2 separate regions of the Mus musculus genome follow, and region 2 is linked to region 1. A link is a contact called in public Hi-C data. All regions are on one chromosome and are shown on one strand. Each heading gives the region's core, a stretch centred on a gene start, on an enhancer-like site or on the middle of the called end of the contact. The rest is flanking DNA. Distances are from core to core; before and after follow the strand shown. Region 1 overlaps Gm32897 (a long non-coding RNA gene). Region 2 overlaps Casz1 (castor zinc finger 1).

Evidence for each region. A called contact is a pair of places that touch in the nucleus more often than the background predicts.
Region 2: a Hi-C map of the N1E-115 cell line shows a contact between it and region 1, with 5 times the contacts expected there. The contact joins two enhancer-like sites. A contact is called at or near these places in 8 of 39 promoter capture datasets (the C10 cell line, cranial neural crest, embryonic stem cells and 5 more), 2 of 15 datasets of contacts at CTCF or cohesin (embryonic stem cells and large pre-B cells), 18 of 484 Hi-C or Micro-C datasets (the N1E-115 cell line, bone marrow-derived macrophages, cardiomyocytes and 8 more), 20 of 115 datasets of contacts at active chromatin or transcription factors (cardiomyocytes, craniofacial prominence, differentiating embryonic stem cells and 8 more) and 3 of 9 other capture datasets (adipose tissue, embryonic stem cells and embryonic trunk).

The regions. Positions count from the first base shown.
Region 1 is chr4:148,739,900-148,745,696 of GRCm38.p6, reverse strand. Gm32897 (a long non-coding RNA gene) reads left to right here. Exons shown (of 3, transcript XR_390956.2): 3 at 496-794. Among named protein-coding and RNA genes, the nearest start is that of Gm32897, 4.6 kb to the left of the region's middle. Within about 2 kb of position 2,851, at least 45 of the 459 cell types and tissues checked have an H3K27ac peak or open chromatin away from gene starts, as enhancers often do. A contact at or near this core is called in the N1E-115 cell line, where this site is marked.
Region 2 is chr4:148,918,577-148,924,002 of GRCm38.p6, reverse strand. All of the region lies in intron 4 of Casz1 (castor zinc finger 1), which reads right to left. Among named protein-coding and RNA genes, the nearest start is that of Gm15969, 3.4 kb to the right of the region's middle. Within about 2 kb of position 1,887, at least 26 of the 459 cell types and tissues checked have an H3K27ac peak or open chromatin away from gene starts, as enhancers often do. A contact at or near this core is called in the N1E-115 cell line, where this site is marked.

The DNA.
Region 1 (5,797 bases), core at 1,602-4,101:
TGTGTGGCTAAGACTGGGGAGAGTCTTCCAAGGAACACATTGTCCCCAAAGATGCTGGACTATATATATTAAATTACATATTTAAAAAATTATGTGTGTGCACACTTGGGTGACATCACATGCCTGTGACCATAGGGCAACTTTACGAAGTCAGTTCTTTCCCTCAACCTTCATGTGGGTTCTGGGGAATCGAACTCACACTGTCAGGCTTGTGTGGCCAGCACTTTATCTGCTGAGAGACATCTTGCTGGTCCCCATTAATTATTTTTTAATACAACTTGAAAAAAGGAAAAAAAAATAGGAGAAGACCCTGGGAGTGAAAAAAAAGAAAGAAAGACAAGAGGAGGCGGGGGTGGGGGGAGCGAAAGAAAAGAGAGATGGAACCGTTAATCTGCCTAGATTTTCCACTTCACAGAGTAATCAGTTTGGAAGTGACTGAAATAAAGTGGAGTGTTCTCCAACCTCCTCCCTCCACTCCACATTTCTTATTTACAGAAAAACCAGGAGCTGGAAGCAATCCCCCTGCCCCACAGATTGCCCCCATGTCCGCTTCTGAAGGGACCAAGAACCACAGACCTCCTCTTCAGAGGCCTGCTGCCTGGACACCCGTGTGGCATCCGCCCTGAGCTGGAGGTGCAAAGCCAAGATGATTTAATTTATAGAAAGGACAAAGATGTCGTGTAGCAGATTTAATCATCGGAGAGTTTAAAAAAAAAATAAGGACTGGGCTAATGTCGTAATTTACATTTCAGGATAATAAAGAGGGAAAGGCAGAAAAGGAAGAGACCCATAGCCTGCTAAAGGGGATGGAGAGGGGAGGCTGGCCAGGGGGTTCTGCGAGCCCAATAGATTTGCCTGGAACACCAATAAATTTTAAAACAAACCCAGAAAGCTAAAGACAGCCCCTGGAAAGTGCTGGAAAATGAACCATCGATTTTAGACTTCATCTGCATTTTGTATTTTAATAATGCTCTCTCTGTCTTTCCTTTTCTCCCTCTCTCCCTCTCTCCCTCTCTCTCTCTCCCTCTCTCTCTCTCTCTCTCTCTTTTGCAAAATATAAAAGCTGCTCTGATAAATATTAATTTGAACCATCATAATGTATTTGAAAATTCCAGCTAAAATGTCACCACATGGAACATTAATGTAATATTTCAAGGCCCTGAGAGCAATACTCATATTGATTGCATTTATTTCACTCTAGGGAGGAGAGATAATTCTTCAATGTGGGACACATCTGGGAGCCAAGGAGGCAGAGGCTGAGGGGAGAAACGCGAAATTATATATGGTCATAAAAAATACAAAACAGAAAATCCTCCTCAAACTCTCCTCTTCAGCCTAGCCCCACCCCAAACTTGCCATTTACATCCCCCAGCATGCCCCGGGGCAGTGCAAGGACTGCTACCCGTGAGCCTTTGGGGCAGAGGTCGCAGGACAAAAGCTGAGCGACCTCTGCTCAGGTGCCACCATCACATAGGCCCTGCCTCCAGGAGGCCAGCGGCATCTCAAGGGGTCTGGAGGGACAGAGGAGTCAGAGTCTAGCTGGGGTCTGAAGCTGCAGGGTGTGAGTTAGCGTGTGTACAGTTGCTGTGGGGACTGGGGAAGGAGAAAGAAAGGAGTCAGAGGAGAGGAGAGGAGAGGAGAGGAGAGGAGAGGAGAGGAGAGGAGAGGAGAGGAGAGGAGAGGAGAGGAGAGGAGAGGAGAGGAGAGGAGAGGAGAGGAGAGGAGAGGAGAGGAGAGGAGAGGAGAGGAGAGGAGAGGAGAGGAGAGGAGAGGAGAGGAGAGAGAAGGCAAGCAAGACATCAGGACTAGACAGAGGGCCAAAAGAGAAAGGAGAGGAAGGACAGACAGGAGACAGAGGGGGACAGATAGGAGAGAGAAGGCACAGAAGAGGAAGAAGATGGGCCCAGAGGGGAGAGCAGGGGAGGGGGAGGCGGAGTGGGGGCACCGGTCTGGAGTCCCAGCTCCTTTCCCTGTCATTAAGGGTATTGACGTGCTCAGGCGTCAACGAGTCTTTGTACAAGTGAAAGGAAACCTGATGCTGCTGGTGACCCTGAGCCCACGCCCTCCGTGTCTCCCTCCCAACTCCTCTCCTGGAGCAGAGTAAGAGGTGGGAGCTTTGAGAGCTGAGATGACTCGGGCTCCTGCCATCCCGGGTTGATCCCAGAGGGTGGCTAGGCAGGGACCCCATAGTTTGGATTCGTGCCCCCATCCAGGTCTCATCAAAACCCTCCTGACTTCTTGGGTGACTGAGGGTGAGAGGAGCTGATTTCCGTGAGGCCTTGAGGGAGACAGGGAGAAAGGCCAGAGGTTGGAATGTTCAAAGTCAGGTTCATCTTTGCACACTGTCACCGCCTCTCAGAAGCTCTCTCCCGGTCCACCATGCCCGTGGCGCTCGCTTATACAGTGCACGCTTACCTGGGACTATCTGAATTATCTGCTTGCTTTTAAATGTGTCTCCCTGACCACTTGGAGATGAAGTTTTGAAAGGACAGGGACCAGGCCTACCTTATTCACCATCGCGTCCCCTACACCTCGCCCGCCCCGGCCAGATGTTCCCTAGTGCTGGCTGACTTGATGGAAGGAAAAGAGGATGCCTGGACGTACAGACGGATGCTGCAGGCTCTGCCCTCACCCTGAACCAGCCCCTCCTCGCCCCCATCCGGGACCGCTCCCCGCCCGCGCCCGCGCCCCCGCCGCCGCCTGAGGCTGCGCCCCCCGCCTCCCCGCAGCCGTCATTCGCGAAGCTGCCACAATATTGTGAAGGCTCCGCGCTCCCGCTCCTCCGCGCAGCCCGCAGCCCGCGCGGGGGAAGGCGAGCGACGCGGGCTGCCGATGAATAATGCATGACTAAGGCGCCCCCTACCGGCGGTCGCGGGCAGCGCGCGACCCGGCCCAAACGGGCCCCCACGCAGCAGATCCTGCAGCCCGGAAACTTCGCGCCCCACGCACACCCTCCTCGCTCCAGAAACCCCAAGACTGATCAGGAAGCGAGGCTACCAGAATCGGGGAACATGCCAAGCGTGAGATCCATGTGTGCGGTGGGGCAGAATGGGGAAGCCTGGCACCTCCAGGGCCTCTGAACCTGGGCTTGGGCTAAGCCTGCAGTGCAGCCTCCAGGAAGGGCAAGCCTGGACAACGCAGGGTCTTAATTCAAAGGAGTGCAAGCAGTTTCACAAGTACTTCCAAGTTGCTGTGGAATATTTATAAGTCTGAGGTGTGGGGGAGGGGTGGAGCACAGTACAATAATATATAGGCATGAAAATGTCATAATGAAATCCAATCCTTTGAAGAGTAAAAAATACAAAGGTTTTTTGTTGTTGTTGTTGTTGTTGTTGTTAAGAAGATGCAGCTGGGTGTGCATTTGGAGGCAGAGAAGGAGGATCTCATGAATTCGAGGTCTACCTGGTCTACATCGTTGAAACCCTACCTCTCCTTGCAAAGGGGATGGGGAGATGCTCTGAAGAGATAGGTGGCTCAGGGTTAAGAACACTCGCTGCTCTTACAGAGGACCTGGGTTAGACTCACAGCACCCACAGCTCATAACCATTTGTAACTGCAGTTCCAGAGATCCTATGCCCTCTTCTGGCCTCCTCAGGCATCAGGCATCCACGTGACATACACACTAATACGCAGGCAAAACACTCATATACATACAATAAAAATAAATAAATAAAAATCACCCTTTGGAGGATGATGATCAAGAGAAAGTCCCTTTCCCCTAGCATATGTTGCAACATGCCTGTTATCCCTAGGACCCCTGGTGTGGTCACTTGCTCTCTGGGCTGGCCACCATCTCCTAACAGGAAGGTACTTAAGGAAGCCAAGTGCCCATGTGTCCCTTACAGCCGCCCTCACATCCCTGTGGCCTTTCTTTTTTTTTTTAAAGATTTTATTTATTTATTTATTTATTTATTTATTATATTTAAGTACACTGTAGCTGTCTTCAGACACCTCAGGAAGGGGCATCAGATCTCATTATGGATGTTTGTGAGCCACCATGTGGTTGCTGAGATTTGAACTCAGGACCTTTGGAAGAGCAGTCAATGCTCTTAACCACTGAGCCATTTCTCCACCACCACCACCACCACCACCCCCCACCACCCCACCCCCGCTGTGGCCTTTCTATTGACAGTTCATCTACTCCAATTACTGTCGCTTTCGCCTGATCCAAGGCCCAACCTTAGTAACCTAGAAGGAAGGGGTGACATAGTGGTTGGGAGCATGGATCTAAGTGGGTGGCTGGGTGCTATGTTGACCTGGGACACATAGTCTCAGCGACTCTGCAAATCAGAACCATAAGCAGATGAGAGACTTGAGGCACAGAAAGGCAGACTCCCCGGCTCCATACCACACTGCTCAGGTGTGAACGGAGCTTCACTCTCCCCTCAGCCTGAAGCTGGGATGAGCAGAGACACTTGGGGCAGAACAGAACTCCACTCTTCTACCCAGACAGTCTGTGTCCTAGAACCACTCGCCAAGAGGTCAGCCAGCTTGGAGCCTCTCTGCAAGCCCTTCGAGGCTGAGGGAACGTGGGTTGCAAACACTGTTGCTTTGGGGTAGGGGGTGGGGGGAGACAGCCAGACTGATGACGGCAAGTGTGCAAATGGGACCCACAGGAAACACACACAGGGTCCCAAATTACCTCTCAAGGAACGACGGCCAGCTCGATGATAACGTGTGACAACCATTTAGAAACCTTGGACTTAGAATCTTTCAGGTGTGGCCTGGATTACACGCTTGCTTCTGCTCTGCTCGGTTGCCTCATCTGAGATGTTGACGGGAATGAAAAAGCAGGGTGTTGAGGGCCACAGGGGCCTCAGGTGGGCTGTGCAGTGACTCCGGGCTCTGCTGAGATAATTCTTGCCCAGGTTTACAGACAACTTGCTTTCCAGAATACAGTAACTTTCCCTGCCCACCCACCACCACCACCCCGAAACAAACCAACAAACAGGGTTTCTCTGTAGTCCTGGCTGCCCTGAAACTTGCTCTGTAGACTAGGCTGGCCTGGAACTCAGAGATATGCCTGCCTCTGCCTTCCAAATGCTACCCCCACCCCAGAGCAACTATGTTTGCAATCCAAGTTCTCTCAACCTCATAGGGCTCGCAGAGAGGCACCAGGCTAACTGGCCTCCTGGAGAGGGTTCTGAGACACAAAGGTGTGTGTCTGGCTTTTTTTTTTTTTTTAGTAACTTTATTTTTTTTCAGGTTTGGAGTTTTCCCGAAAGCAATCTAAAGATTTGGGGGTATTTCACTTGAGCGAGACCCCAAGGGAAGCAATGAGAGCGTTGGGCAGCAAAAGCATTGAGTGTCAGTGAAGAGGTCTGGGAATCTCTAGGGACCTCCAGGGACCCGCAGAGCACACACCCACGTTGTCCCTGGAACAGCTGGATATCTGCCCACCACTGTCCCTGGGCCACTGGTGGGAGATCACAGGGGGTGAGCTCGTCGCTGCGGGTACAGGAATGTCCTTTGGGAGCAGGAGTCGGAGTGATTCGTATAACATTCGCTCTGGAGCAAGGCAAAAGGACACAGCAAAGCTCGAAGCCCACTGTGGTCCCTGACTCCTGTTGGCTGCCTGGTCATCAGCCCGGTCCACTCTGGGGCCATAAACAGGCTCTGCAGCCAGCTCTGAAAAAAAAAGGAGGAGACTGCTCGTTTACATAGGACTCAGTTCAGGAGGGGGGCCAGAGAGGCAGCACATCCATCAGGAGACTGTGGGTTGAACAGCCTTCCTGAAGGAAACCCCCCCTTGCACTGTCCCCACTCCCCCAAAGCTCCTTCTGGTTAGAATACCAAT
Region 2 (5,426 bases), core at 638-3,137, 180 kb before region 1:
TGGGTTGGAACAGGAGGCTGTGCTGTGAAAATAAGGCAGGCTGTTGACTTCCTGCATTAGCCTGGCTCCTACACAGTGGCTTGCTCGCTACAGATGTTGGAACAAATCTCCAAAGTAATTACAAGAGCCATCACTGTGGCAAAAAACACAGCTGTAACATGAAAGCATGTAGGCGAGGAAGGGGTGCTGGACAGGAACCCCCTCGTTTCCTCCCTCTCCCACTTCACTGCTCAGCCTATCTCCATACGAAGAGTCCCCTTCTCTAGCTCTCCTGGCCAGGAACTGTACCCTAAAAGAGGGACATCCCTTCTTGGGCCTGATTCCAACCTTGGCTGGGAGCACAAGGGCTTCAGAAGAAGGAAGGCATAGTTGCGGCTACCCTAGGGTTCTTGGCTCCCCTAGGGTTCTTGGCTCTTAACAGATCCACACCAGGGCGTGGGCGGGGCTTGGTCACCGGGCCCTAGCTTGCCCCCCTTTGTTTATTTATTTATTATGTTTTTTTTTCTTTTAGTTCAGTTAAAAGGTTTACTATCCAGACGCGTCTAAGTGGCCTCACTTAGCGTAAGTAACTCTATAAATCAGGGGAACTGTTAGCATCCACCGCACAGGCTGGCTATCAATCTCCCCCAGGTCACAGCCAAACAGGAAGGGGGAGAAAAAAGAGAGTTACCACCCAGGGGAGATTTAAAACACAAACTGAGCAAACACACACTTGTGCCTGCCTACTTGTGTTTGTATGCATGGCTGCGCGCGCGTGCACACACACACACACACACACACACACACTCACACACACACACGTTCACATGTATATGTGTGCAGGTCTCTATGGTTGTGTATTTACATTATGTGCACGTGTGAGTCCACAGAGTGGCCCAGGCTTTGAGATCATGGTAATAGAACACAACATAGTTCCTGATGCCAGGGGGAGGCAGCATGAAAAAGAGATGCCAGGCCTTCCCAGGGATGGTTTCTTAATTCCTGAACTACCCTGCTGCAAGCAGGTGGCTCCGGAAGACCATAGAAAGGATCTAAGTGGTCCCTTTCCTCTCTGAGGCCCTTGGGTCTTCAAACACGATGAAACTGAGCTCAAGGCAGGTACTCGTAAGAGGGGGGTGGGGGGCACAGAGCCAAAGAGAAGCTACGTGGTCCTCAGGTGCTCGTCTGGGTCCTCACCCACTGAGTCCCAGCACCGGGCTCCAGAAGGAAAGAGTCACCTAAATGAATGGTGCCGGGCAGAGTCAGAAGAATATGAGGCTCAGCAGAGCGACCTTCTGGTAGCAGCTTCAGCAAAGCCCCACCCGTTTACTGAGTAGGCACAGTTGTGGGGTCCAAAGCCTGGCCATAGATAGGCTGCCATCCGTCCTCAGGGAGGCCCCAGACAACACTAGCTGAGCCATACCGGGAACCAGAGCAGGGTGGCAGCTCTGAGTACCCTCTATAGTTGGGAGACAGACAGCGGGTCAGGCATCCTAAGGGGCAGACCTGCTGGCCCCGCCTCCCCTCCCCGCAGATCGCAACGGAGGCCTCCCTGGCTCACCCGCCTGCCTCCTGCCCGCTGCATCTCTCCATGAACTCTATTTCTCTTTCCTCTCTGAAAACAACTGAGCTGTAAATACTGTTTAACCTTCTCCCCCCCCTCCCCACCACCACCCCCTCCCCTCTGCACTATAAAAACACAAATATGCCATAACTCAGCCGGCCTGGCCGCCCAGCCTCCAACATGCCCTGCGCCCGGGCTCTCTGGAAGGTCATTACAAACGACTTTCCGATTCACTGCTCCTGAAATAATTTTGTGTATTAAAACCTGAATCTGCACTTTCTGGGGCCGAAAGCTTCGCTTAATTATGGCGGGTGTCCTTGGGACGGACAGTGATCCTTCACTCGCCCGCACTCCAGCCCTCCGCCCGCCAGCCCGCCCCCCTCCCCGGGCCCAATCTGTTTTCAAAGTGTGTCTGTCCTTTATTAAATTGTTTTCTTTTCCACATTATCAGTTGCCATGGAGACCTCATCTCTCGGATTATTTGAATTTCATTATATCTATTGATTTGGGAGCATTTCATCTTTTTTATTGTTTTTCTGTCAATTTTCAAAACGAATAACCATCTAATTTGCGTCAGTGCTGATTATGTTTGTCCCTCAATAGAGGTCGGCAGCTGCGCTGGGGAAACAAATCAATGAAAAACCATCATAAAACTCCCCACTCCGGTCTCCAGGATGTGTGGGTGACATTCCACGCCTGCGAGAGACACACTCATCAGCTCCAACTTCAGCGACGGTGGCGGTGGCGGCGGCCCCACTCCACGTCCGCCTCCTTTGGCCTTAATATTTAATTTCGAGATTTGGGGCATTATTAGTGGTGTTTTTATTAGCGCGTGTGCATGTGAGTGTTTGGTGGTGGTGGGCCGGCTGTTTCATTAATTTGTGGTGGGGCAGGGAAGCCCCTAAGGAAGGCAGGGCAGACTCTGTCTGGGGTGTGGCGGGAAGTGGAGAAAAGAAGGGAACACCCCAAGGAGGGGACAGGAGCCTGGGGACCAGGAAGGCCCTGAGGAGGGACTGGGGAAGGGGGGACCGAGTGAAGGGGTGGAAAGGAGGGAATTCAAATTGCTTACTTTGTTGGTTTTTTTTAAATAATTTATGCAATTTTAAGCATTTATGTATAAATTTTTTAATAAGCCACCCTGGAGCAGGATGGCCATTAACATCCCAACGTCCTTCTGTCCAATGGGCTGGCAGAGAGGATCAATTTCTGAGAGTACTTTCCCTTTTTTATGACATGATAAAATGCTTTTAAAGCAACTTACACAAATATGGAAATTTTTTTCTTTTTTTTTTTTTCGTCCCCTCTCCCTTCCCCTAACAGCCCTTCTTATTCACCGGGGAAGGAGGGGCTGTTCTTGTGACTGTGTGCAAACACACACACACACACATACCACCTTTCTCTATGTGTCTGTCTGTCTGTCTGTCTGTCTGTCTCTGTCTCTCTATCTCTCTCTGTCTCTTTCTCTCTCCCCTGTTGGGGAGGGGGCTGAGGGGACTGGCAGGGAGACAACCCCAGTTCTAACTGGAACTGGCCGCCTGTCCTTCTAACAAGGGCATAAACTTTCATTACCCATGCACGCAGTCAAAGACAATTTAGGGAAACGCGCTGCTCGGAAAAGGAAAACCTCAGCGATTCGTGGTCCACAGTGCGGCCGCCATCTGGGGGCTGTCCAGTTAGCCTGAGGGCATCAGGACCTGAACCTCTGACTCTGCCCTGCCTGGCAGGAGGTAGGGAGCATGGGAGAGCCAGTTCCTCCCCTCAGCCCCCAAGTGCACCCCCCCCCCCGTGCCTTCCGTGAGAGAGGCATTTGGAGCTAGACCAGTGAGCCAGTGTGCAGACTCCTCCTCAGCTGGACTGGACCCTGCCAGTCTTGCCTCCCTTATTGTTCCCTTTCCCAGAAGCCCCTTCATCAACACCAGTCAGTAGCAGGTCCTTGACCGTGAGCATGAGACTCCTTCATTTCTACTGCTCCAGAGACAATGATGTAGCCAAGGCTGGCTACACACACACACACACACACACACACACACACACACACACACACACAGACACACAGTAGGATGGAAGAAAAGAAAGCAGGGAGATCTGTTTTAAGGTGTCTTGGAGTCTTAGCAGGATCCCCACAGACCTAGAACAAAATGCCTTCCCTAGGGTAGGGAAGTCCCTACTTTGGAAGCAGATATGTGACAGAAGTGACTGTGGGGGAAACTGAGGCAGCAGCAGCTGCTGTCTTCACTATAGACCTTGAAGACGGAAAGAAAGCAAGCCACGTGAAGAAGATGGCAGGGAGTGAATTCTGGGTGATCCTGACAGCTCTCCCAGCTGCTTAGGATGGAAGGAGGGGTCTGAGGGTGAGTCCTGTCTGAGTTCTCCCGCTGGCTGATGAGACCATCTCAGATCGCAGAGTAGGCCTTACCCCACCCTCCTGGTATGTGCAGCACCAGGACTTTGGCAGTTTCCAAGGAAAACGACCGAAAGTAGATACGTTACTCCTCTTAAACAGTTGACACTTCAAGCATGTCTCCTCTGTCCTGGGTCCCATTGTTTACGTCTGTAATAGAGTGTGCTTCAGGGATGACTGTCTGGGGCAGAGGAGCACACGGTGTCACTTCTATTATGCTCAACGCTAACTACAGAGTGAAGGACCCCCTTCTCTGCAGCCTTGGAGGAAAGTAGGTACAGAATCCAACCTTGCATGGCCCTGTCAGCCTCTGCCCAAAGATCCAGCAACTGCCATGGTCTCCTATACCCAATCTGTGGAGACTGGGCTTTTTCTTTCTGCCTCACCTGCCCAGACCCTCCCACCCCAGAGAGCCAGGCTCCCTCTGAAGGCATCTCCAGAAGTCTGCCTGCCCAGCTCCATCAGTAGCTGCCCAGTGGATTGTCCAAGAGGGCTTCATTGCTCTCTGGACCCTCTGCCGTGGCAGAGAGTGAGCTGCCCTAGAGAGGCCTTGCCACTCGAAGCCCTTGGTGGGAATTGGAGGGGAGCGCCCATCTCTCTCCTTTTCTGTGCTCAGATCCCCCCAACTGTCATTAAAATAACAAGTTTCTGTTACAATCTAAACATCCCCACATCACATAAAGGGTTATATTACACCCGAGTCACTCCCGGCCCGTGTTTGCACAGAAAAGCTCACGGCAGGTCCCCCCTCCTGACGAAGTGACTTATTAAAGTTTAAACAGTAATTAACAGAACAATAAAAATAAAGGGATGTTTGGGGAGTCATAGCGCACACAGGGTTTTTGGCAGTGCCAGCAGTTTTTCAGTGCCCTGCGCTGGCAGCAAAATGAGAAGCCAGGGGGGACGAAGGACCGGCCAGGGTTGAGCCAGGGAGACTTGAGAAACTGAGGCCAGACTGGATAGGATGACGGTCTAGTTGTATCACAAAGGGTATAAAGAAGAAAGTGTGACAGCAGACAGCTGGAGGGAGGGTGAGTTCTGCCTGAGTGTAAGGCCAGCAGGGTTGGTGGACTGGCCCCCGCCTGGCCCCAGGCACTTCCGGGAGCCCAATGCCTGGTCATATCTAGCCAACTCCAGCAGGGACCTGGCACTAGGAGACCCTGGAGTTAATGATTCCTGGAACTGGACCCCTGCCACTTTTACCCAGTCAGGCAGGTACCCTCTTACTCTATCCCTAGCTCCAGTGGCAGGACACCGGGAGAACTCTCCTGAACGTATGCATAAGGACTCGTGGGGGGGGGGGTGAGAGCCTTCCTTAGACTGCTCTGGGGGAAGGAGACCAGCTATCCTATCTTAACTTGTACCAAGCTCCACCTAAAGCAAGCAAGAACCCAGAAAGCTAGCTCAGGGAGACCCCCCACTGTGAAGATTTGTGCCCAAGATCCGCAGGGAGCTCAAGAAAACCAGAGCATCCTGGGGCTA